2 separate regions of the Sus scrofa genome follow, and region 1 is linked to region 2. Evidence: chromatin contacts called from public Hi-C data. All regions are on one chromosome and are shown on one strand. Each heading gives the region's core, a stretch centred on a gene start, on an enhancer-like site or on the middle of the called end of the contact. The rest is flanking DNA. Distances are from core to core; before and after follow the strand shown.

Region 1 (5,089 bases), core at 606-3,105, 140 kb before region 2:
CTCTTGGGCTGGGGCTGGCTGCTTCTGACGCTAGTCTGTTTCTTTTAACAGCCCAGGAGAAAATCCCGCTGCTACTCAGCCTCTGAGTTTCTCATGGACTAAAACTTAAGACACTTGCTTGAGTCTCTGGCACCTGGAAGAAATGTTTACATAGCAACGTGGAAGTCGACAGCTTATCGTCTTCTGCTGCTTTTGGTCAAAGCTGGTGCCTTCGAGGTGATTTACAGGGGGGTTGGCCGTGTGAAAATTTGCTCCCCGGGGCACAGTCCAAAACTCAAACTGTGAGAGAAGGAGCCACCCTCCCCTCTTCTGTGCCTCACTTCTTAACCTGCTGCCACCTGGGTTTCTGCTCTCCTCACCATCACTGACGAGGTGGTGGGGGACGGCCCTGCTGATAGAGCCAATGGGTAATTCTCAGTCCTCATCCCACCTGCCCGCACAGGCGCCCGGGACCTGGGAAAGTGCTCTTCCTCCAGTCCCTGGGATGCCTCTGGAGTGCAAGTTTCACGAAGTGGGGCGCTGGACACAGAGGCATTTCTCATCCTGCTTGGCAGCATGCTTGCTCATACTAGACGCTCAGTAAGTATGTGAACAAATGACCCAGGCTTTCCTCCTCACCGCCTGTCTGGCTGGTCTTTTGCAGGCTCTTCCTTTACCCAACCCCTTAAATGATGACCTTCTGGGGGCGCCAGACGTGCTTCTCTTCTCCCCAAAACTCGTCCTGGGTGACCTCATCTAGGCATCCCTGTCTTTACTGCTCATCCTCTCTGGAGGTTTCCTAAGCCCTTTTTTTCCCAGTGGAAGCCCTCTCGGCAGCCTCTCGTGGCACCTCTGTTCTCTTGCCATGCTGACGTTTCTACTACTGCGCCTGCTTTCCTCCCTTTTTCAGTGAGTGGGATCAACACCTGCCCACTGTCCAAGCCAGAAACTTGGGGGTCATCCTGAACCCCACCCTCCCTCCACACACACACACGCACACATACCCTGGTACCACTCACCTCCCAGACACACACACAGACACACACACACACACACACACACACACACCCTGGTACCACTCACCTCCCAGACACACACAGACACACACACACACACACAGACACACACACACACAGACACACACACACACACACAGACACACACACAGACACACACACAGACAGACACACACACACACACCCTGGTACCACTCACCTCCCAGATTAGCTCCAAGTTCTGTGGCTTCTTCCTAAATCTCTGCTGTACCCCCTTCCAGCACCCCAGGGCAGGCCACCATCCAGGTCATTTCCACAGCCTCTCCAGCTGGTCCTGCTCACCTCTGTGGCCTCCCCTCCCTCCAACGAAAGCGCCAAGCGCTCCCTCTCTTGTACGCTCTGCTCTTTCCTGCCTCTTTCTCTAGCTCACCCCTGCTTGTCCTTCAGGCTTCCAACCACCACCTCTTCCAGGAAGACCACCCAGCCAGACTTTAGGTGCCCTTGCTCCATGCTCCCTAGCCATGCACTTATCACGTGGTACTGTCACTTCCAGTTTAACGTCCACAGTGCTTTGCTGGACCTGTCTGTGCGATTCATTATTTTAACCCCTGAAGATAAGACAGCGACCATAAAGACATTCACAACCTTCTGGGTGCATTAAGTAAGAGGGGATTTCCAAATCTATAAAACTGAATGATAGCATCCTAAACATTTAATTTAAAAACAAACACCCATGAGCTCAGCTTTCAAATGGTTTGGTCAAGAAATGGCACTTCAGCGTGAGGAGGAGGAGCTGGGCGCGAGCGGCACCTTCCATGTAAGCAGCTGCTGATTTGGTTTACGTACAGAAAGCTCTTTCCACATTCTTAAACTGCTTCCAGTTGAATCTGTCTAAACTTGCATAATCGACAGAATGTTGTTCAAATATTACCTCATATCCAATGACTCAGGAAAAGGTAAGTTTCCTCGTCCCTAAGTCTTTGCACAAAAAATACTCTAATCGGATCTTAACACGTTCCGGTTGGAAAGGAGTTTGAGGGTGAGGCAAGCCAACGTTTTACAGGTGAATTTGAAGCCCAACACCATCATTTTACAGGTGAGAGAACTGGGGCCCAGAGGTAAAGACACAGACTCAAGGTCACACCTGGCCTGCTGGCCATAAAGTGGGGTTAGGACCTGGGTGCTGAGGGACCTGCCAAGTTTGGATCGTGTTGACCTTGGAGGCGGCAGGATTTCAAGATCACATTGATGAGCAATGTTTCACCCACAAACACCACCGGCCTTGCTCGGCAGGGCAGCTCACGCGAGGAGGGACTGGGGCAGAGGGAGGCGGCAGGCGTCACAGCGGGAGGGCGAGAAAGAAGGATGCAGAGCACGGGGGAGGGAGACAGGCACTTACCTTTTCTTTGTCACTAGCTTCCCTGGCCACTGTGGAACCCTGGAACAGAAAGAATGAATGAAAATATGCACACGCGTGGCATCGGTTTCGTGCTGCAACACACACACGGTCCAGGCAGAGCGTGGAAATACACGAGCACCAGCTCGTTTTGGAGCCTCATCCGAGGTCAGCACTGCACCCCTTGCAGGTCTTTCTGCCTCCCGGCCCCAACCCCTTCCCTGTCACGTCACCTGTGCTGTCCTTGCCCTGGTTCTCATCCTGCTGGAAATCAGAAAACCCGACAGTCCTAGATGATGCCTGTGCAAACGCTGGGTCCAAACCCTGCTCTCCTCACATCGGAGGGTCTTCAAAGTGAGGTGGGCCACCAGCCGGCCGCAGAGACCAAGGCCTCTTTCCCGCCCGCATCTTCTAGAGGGGGGCAGGCTAAGCCCCTGCCTTTGTCCCCTGGTTTAGGGTCACAGATGAACGTGCTCTCCTTACGTTCTGTGGGGTGAGCCCAGCGGGTGCTGTCTGGCCCCGTCTGCTTTGGAGGCCCCTCCAGACACACACATGCATCCCTTTTGTGAAAAATCCAGGCTGAGTGTAAAGTGGAAGAAAACACAGTTCTTGGGCTCAGGAATTTGTACTCCACCGAGCTGGTTTTCAAAAGGATGCTCTCAGTTCTGAGGTGGGGGTGGGGTGGGGAGGAGGGCCCTGGGGTAGAGTTTAAGAACAGAAACTGCCCTTTGTTTGTGGAAGATCTTAATGCAAAAAAAAAAAAACAAAAAAAAAAACAAAAAAAAAAGGGAAGATCCTAATGCAAAAAAAAAAAAAAAGACTGGGAAACCACTGGGCAGTGATTTCCTAACTTTAATACAACTGTGAATACTCTGTGCTCCCTGGTGCCCACGCAGTGTCTTCCCAGCGGAATAATCGCCTGGGGGAGCTCACAGCCCAGTTTGCATCTCTCCTTCCCCTCAGGCACTGGGCGTCCACACTGCCCTGAGGTGAGCAGAGGGATCTGGTCACCTGACCACCTTTTAAAGACACATTTATGGGCCCAGAATACGTGCATATAGCCTTTCATTAAGAGAATGTCTATATGACTTGGGGAAAGTTAAAGCAGCTTCTAGACTGGCCATCCTTCAGATTCTGGCTCTGTGACCATCTTGCATGCAGGCAGCTCAGGCTTTCGTTAAGACATGTGTGACCTGTCGTTCACAGATGGGAGCCAAGCCCAGGCCAGAAGCTCCCCGGGGCTAATTCTCCACCCCAGCGCTCAGCATCCCCAGGTCTGGTGGATCTGAGAGACCCTGCTGCCAGCCCAGGGAAGATGCTCGTAGCTTCTTGGGGCTGTGTCAGAGGAGCACAGAGCTGACCCAGCAAGCGAAGAGGAGCCATGGGGGCTGGCAGTGAAGGAAAGCCCTCTGCCGCCTGAGCTCAGCAGCTTCCGCTGGCAGTGGACTGTTTTCCTTCCTTCACGGATTCTGGAACATGGTCCACAAATATCTTCCTCTACGTGCTGAATGCTAAGAAAGAAGGTTTCCAAATTAAAAGGGGGTAATTAGTACTTGAGTATTAAATACTTGTAATACCTGGGTTTTGTATTAGTAACGGTTGAGTAATTCCTACACTTATGGGCAGAGGAGGAAACTATTCCTCTTTGTAGCTTTAGCCAATTTTTTAAGTCTGTGTTTTCCCCTCCTACAGTATAATTCACTCTGCTGCTGATTCTCGGTGACACTTCGTCTCTATGTAAATGCAGATCATTAGCCTGGAAAAAACCCATCCAAATTTAAATTCATTCAGAATGAAAAATTAAAACAAAATTAAAAAGATAAGTCAGTCGAGACCAAGCGTTTGAGCCATGAAATGATGCCAGAAGTCCAGGTGCCCCGACAACTGAAAGTCCTGGTGAGAACAGAGCTCATTTATTCTACAAGCTAAAAAGGGAGCTGAAATCATAACGTGCAAGGTTAAATTAAAACTGTAATACCTAGACTATAAGCATAATTCACAGCAGGATATGCTGACTGGCTGCCTGCTCAAACAAGGCACTATCTTAAACATTTGAGGAGGATAAAAAAGTAGGACCGAAAAAATTGCTTTTAAGCGACTTACTCACTAGCAGAATGGTTGAAACAACCAAAATCACCCACCAAAGGCTGTTGCTGGACATGACGGGTACATATCTCTTTAACCCTCACAAATACCCAGCAAGGGAGATAAAATAATGTTTCACAGACCAAGAAACTGGCTCGTAAAGGTTGAGCATCTTGCATGGAGCTAACAGGTAATAAAACCAGGACCTGTAGCTTCTGAGGTCATCGGGATTCTTACATGGGTGAGTCAGACCCACAGGCAGACCCCTTGATACTCAGCAGAGTGAGCTCTTTGCAACAGAGATGGTGGCCAAAGGGCCTGTAGGGTGGCTGGGATTTCCAGGGATCAAAAACAGCTATGACTCGGAGGCAGGACAGAGCAAGACTGTATTTGGGAAGCTTATATGGTTGAGCCGCACTCCAGAGGGGAGATGAGCCCAGACCACTTCCCCACTCTTAGACTAGCATCTCTCAGTGCGGTTCAGCACCCAGGGGGCTCAGGACTCTTTGAGGAGTTGTGACTTTGCAGACCATCTTTCTGACAATACTGAGACACTATTAGCCCTTTTCATTATTTACTATTTGCACAGATACTGCAAAAACAATGGTGGGTAAAAAACTGTTGGCAGCTTAGC
Region 2 (4,931 bases), core at 432-2,931:
TTCCCCACGTAGCTTCCAAATCCAGTGGATTCAACCTCCCAGACGCTCTCTCTGCCACCACAGAACTGCTCTGGTCGCCTCTTGCCTGGAGGACATCCATGGCTTTCTCAGAGCCTCTGCTGGTTGGCCAGCATCCCATCCCTGGCCCATCCTGGGATGGTGGCCACAGAGACAAGAACCACCACGGACGCTGGCTTCTCCCTCTCCTGTCGTTCACCTGTCACTCCCTCTCCTTAGACACTGTGGTGCCAATGTCCATTTGCAAGGGTGTGAAAATAATTCAGATCAACTCCGTCACTGACGGTAACTAAACATCCTGAATGAAATATGCTTTTTAACTTTTTTTTTTTTCTGCTTTTTTAGGGCCGCGCCCATGGCATATGGAAGTTCCCAGGCTAGGTGTCAAATCAGAACTGTAGCTGCCAGCCTACACCGCAGCCACAGCAATGCCAGATCCTTAACCCACTGAGCGGGACCAGGGATCGAACCCAGATCTTCATGGGTACTAGTCGGGTTCATTTCTGCTGAGCCACAACAGGAACTCCTTAAACATCTCCTTAAAGGCATCAGAGCACTTGAAGGGACAAGAGTTAATTTGCCAAAATTTGAGTGAAAGTGGGATGTGAGAGCAGGCAGCTCCCCCCCGGAAGCCACTTCATTCCGAGGACTCTGAGGGTCCTGTGAGCTGAAAAGAACCAAAGTCAGAGCCTAGAGCCTACCCAAGGTAGGGACCTAATAGGAAACCCTTTCTCTATAAGGCTAGGACCCAAAAGGGTCACTCCTCCTCTGAGTAAAGGTGAACCCAAAATAAAATCATTCCACCCGCAGGGGACTGGAGCCCCCATTTCCATCACCAGCCAGGTCAAAACCTTCTGAAACCTTCCGAGCTGTGAGTTCAGTTTACAATGAATGGCCTTGGTCTCCAGTGTCTTGAGCCACGGGCAACGGGAAACAACCTTCTCTAGAGGGACACACTTTCACCCTAAGACACAAAAATCCTCCCCAAATAATTGTCCAAGGGACATGAGCGGCTCAGAGCCAAAGTAACCAAGCAAACATGGGAATGAGGCACTGTGACCAAGACACACGACTCAAGAAGTAGAAAGAGACCCAGAAAGATCCAAGTCACGGGGTCATCACTCTGCTAGAATGTTTGAAGAATCATGAGTTTAATTACCTTAGGGCACGCTTCTCAACACTAGAACTTTGGGAGGGAGGCAGGCCCAAAGCCATCAAAAGACTCCAGAAAGAACTTCCCATGGTGGTGCAGCAGAAAAGAATCTGACTAGGAACCATGAGGTTGCGGGTTCGATCCCTGGCCTTGCTCAGTGGGTTGGAGATCTGGCGTTGCCGTGAGCTGTGGTGTGAGGCTCGGATCCTGCATTGCTGTGGCACTGGTGTAGGCCGGTAGCTGTAGCTCCGATTGGACCCCTAGCCTGGGAATCTCCATATGCTACAGGTGTGGCCCTAAAAAAAAAAACAACAGAATAAACCAGAAACAACACTGCAGTGCCACGCTTCTATAAAACAACGTCTCAGATTGTTCAGAAATGTTTTCCTGACCCGCACACCATTGACCTGGTGACGTTCTACTCAAGAAGCTGTTTACTCTCGGGACCTCCTCTGCCATGTTCACGAGGCAAAGTTCTCAAGGGCGGTTGTGGACATAAGCTCTTGATTTGTCACCAGCTCGCGGTTACCCCACAGCTCTTATCACCAGCTTGCAGCAGGTTCTCCTCCGCTCTCCCAGGGGTTGCACAAACCGCTCAGCAAAATGCTCTAAACGCTCTGCTCAATCCAAGCACAAATAAAGCTCACTGTACAGTTCCGGGTGGACGGGCTCCCGGCACAGCCCTGGAGCCCTCAGTGGCTCCACTCGTTTGTTCAGACACATCTATTGGGCGCCTACTGCATACAAGCACCATCCTGGGGGTGGGGAGGTGGCAGTAAATTAGACCTCGCCTCAGCTGCCAGGGAACAGAACTTAACAGGGCTGAACAGCCGGGAGAGCTAAATAATAAACTTGTAAACAATGCTGTGTCCGATGGTGTCGAGTGACACGGAGAAAATAAGAGTCAGGGGAGAGCGGACAGGCTGCCTTGGATGAGGTCAGGAGGTTATCAGGGACGGCAAGCCTTTGGTTGAGAAAGGAAAAATGACCGGCTAGGGGCCCTCCAGGCAAAGACCTGGGGGGAGAACATTCCAGACAAGAGGAAGGTACATGCAGAGGCACTGGGGCTGCTCTGAGCTGGTCCAGTTTAAGGAGGAGAAAAAGACTCATGTGGCTGGAAGGGAGAAGGCACAGAGGGAACTGGGGCCAGGCTGGTTAAGACCTCCAAGCCACGGAAAAGAGTTTGGGGTTTTTTGGTTCTGTTTTTTTCCTCTTCAAGTTCATTTTTTTTTTAATTGACGTGTAGTCGATTTACAATGTTGTGTTTCGGGTGTACAGCAAAATGATACAGGGAAGCTTCTGGAAGGTTTTCACTGAAGAAGTGACAAGATATCGTGTACATTTCAAAAAGCCCAGGCCAAGGCGACCATAGACAGACCTGGGGGATCCTGGCTGCCCCGTCCTCGAGGAAGAGGATTCGTGCACAGATTCGGGATTCAGACATGGGAGTCGGGAGGGAGGGAGGGGAGAGGAAGAGAGAAGATCAAGGTTGGTTCCTGGGTTTGGGGCTTGAGCATCTGGGTACACGGTGACCTGCTGACTGAGATGAGGAAGAAACAGGCTCAGGGCACGGCTGGAGGTGGGGCTGGGCAGGGAGGAAACCACAGGTTCTGGTGGGGACACATCTGCGGTGCCCGTTAGGATCTCAAGTGGAGATATTGATTAAGAAATTGAAAACAGGAGTTCCCATTGTGGCTCAGTGGTTAATGAACCCAACAAGTATCCATGAGGATGCAGGTTCAATCCCTGGCCTTGCTCAGTGGGTTAGGATCTGGTGCTGCCATGAGCTGTGGTGTAGGTTGCAGATGTGGCTTGGATCCTTCGTTGCTATGGCTGTGGTATAGGCCGGCAGCGATAGCTCCAATTCAACCTCTAACCTGGGAACTTCCATATGCTGCAGGTGTAGCCCTAAAAACCAAAAAAAAAAAAAAAAAGGGTGGCCCCTAGACCTGAAAACATGACTGGTGCTGTGGACAGGAACAGCTTCCTCAGAAGAATAAGGATGAAAGTGGCAGGTCAGGGGGACAACAGGATACAGCAGCTTTAGACAAGGCTTCTCAACATTTTTTGCTATCTCAAGGAACAGAGAAGCAGCGTGGATGCTAATGTGAGAGACAAGACATCAAAGGACGGTTCTGGTGGTCATGGCTGTTCATTCTGTTTCCGAGACGGGAGGTCCCAGAGCAGGCAGTGCCGTCCAGTCCAAAGTGATGCAACAGATGGAAAAAGTCTATTTCTCCAACTTGGTGGCCACCACCCACCGGTGGCTACTGAGCATTTATTGATAGCGAAATCTGAATCTTTATGGCACAGTGGGTTAAGAATCCAACTGCAGTGGCTCGGGTCACTGCATAGGCAGAGGGTTGATCCCCGGCCCGGCACAGTGGCTTAAAGGATCTAGCACTGCTGCTGCTACAGCTGCAGCACTGGTTGCAGCTGTAGCTCAGATTCAAACTGTGGCCCAGCACTGTCACAGGCCACAGGTGTGGCTATTAAAAAAAAAAAAAAGATTTTATTTTAATTAATTAGGATTTAAAATTTAAATATAGCCACGTGCGACTAGTAACTACCAAACTGGACAGTGCAGCCCTCCAGCACATCTGCAGGATGATGGATTCAGCATCCCAAAGTTAGTGGATTGGGTAGTAGGGAGGGTGGGAAGGGATGATTTCTCTTTGTTCCATGCTTTCTAAAGCGTTCAAGGTCATCAGCTGGGGGTGGAGTGGGGCCAAGAGGCAAAACACTAGCGGGAAGTTTAAGGAGGGAGAAAGGTAAGAAATAGTTTCGAAAAGCAGAGAACCCACTTGGGGGGAATAGTGAAATTTCAGTGTTGAGTACCCCTTGAGATTTATGGTAAATGCTAAAGTAGCCCTTGTCAGAACTACTAAGGTTTTTCACTGGCGAACATCAGTGTGAACCTGTTAAAATCTGGCCTCCAACTACCTTTTCCACCATCTCCTAACACGGCCCATCATGTACCTCTGCGGTTTTCAATCTCGACTGCGGAATCCCTTTTTCCTTGTATACCTACAGTACAAACTCAGGGCCCCAATTTTAAAAAGGTGATGATGATGACGACGACGATGAGAACAAAAACAAGCTGTTCTGCCTAAGGCTAAGTAAGGCAGGGGCTAAATTCTCCCACCAGCCTCAGAGGCACCTCCAGGAAACCCCAGGGTTTGAAACCAAAGATCTACCCCAGAGAGGGTAGATCCCTTCTCAAATGGGAAGGTACTTACAAATCACCTGTCTTACTAAAAGGCACATTCTGCCCCAGAAAGTCTGCAGAGAGGCCCACACTTCTGCATTTCTAACAGGCTCCTGGGTACCAAGGATGTGTGGATTATACTGAGTGAGTGGCAAGGCCCGAGGCCACAGCCACAGCAGACCCCTCAGCATCATCCATTCGGACTGCTTCCTTTTGCTGGTGCCGCACACACCCTTCCTGGCCTTCTCCAGCTGGGAGATTCTATTCCACCTTCAAGGCCTTCTCAATATCAGCTCCTCCTGAACCTTCTCCAAGAGGCCTGGGCAGAAGTAATCTTGATCCAGCCTCCAGCCCCACCCCCCAGCACGCTCCCCCGTCTCACTCTGAGCATGAACTTCCCTGCAGTTTCCTAAACATGCCAAGTCAGCACCAGCCTCAGGGCCTTTGCACTAGCTGTTCCTTCTGCCCCAAATGCCCTTTCCTCAGACATCCTCATGCCCAACCCTTCATCTCCTTCATCTCTTTACTCAAATATCTTCTTCCTAAATTTAT

What was found. Hi-C and Micro-C count contacts between places; a contact is called where the count stands out from the background.
Region 1: a Hi-C map of liver shows a contact between it and region 2, with 1.5 times the contacts expected there. The contact joins two enhancer-like sites. A contact is called at or near these places in 3 of 5 promoter capture datasets (fetal liver, fetal skeletal muscle and liver) and 4 of 47 Hi-C or Micro-C datasets (embryonic fibroblasts, fetal skeletal muscle, liver and 1 more).

Annotation. Positions count from the first base shown.
Region 1 is chr10:52,371,162-52,376,250 of Sscrofa11.1, reverse strand. It overlaps PIP4K2A (phosphatidylinositol-5-phosphate 4-kinase type 2 alpha), which reads right to left. Exons shown (of 10, transcript NM_001195781.1): 6 at 2,374-2,412. Among named protein-coding and RNA genes, the nearest start is that of PIP4K2A, 150 kb to the right of the region's middle. Within about 2 kb of position 1,855, at least 2 of the 83 cell types and tissues checked have an H3K27ac peak or open chromatin away from gene starts, as enhancers often do. A contact at or near this core is called in liver, where this site is marked.
Region 2 is chr10:52,232,456-52,237,386 of Sscrofa11.1, reverse strand. All of the region lies in intron 1 of PIP4K2A (phosphatidylinositol-5-phosphate 4-kinase type 2 alpha), which reads right to left. Among named protein-coding and RNA genes, the nearest start is that of PIP4K2A, 10 kb to the right of the region's middle. Within about 2 kb of position 1,681, at least 13 of the 83 cell types and tissues checked have an H3K27ac peak or open chromatin away from gene starts, as enhancers often do. A contact at or near this core is called in liver, where this site is marked.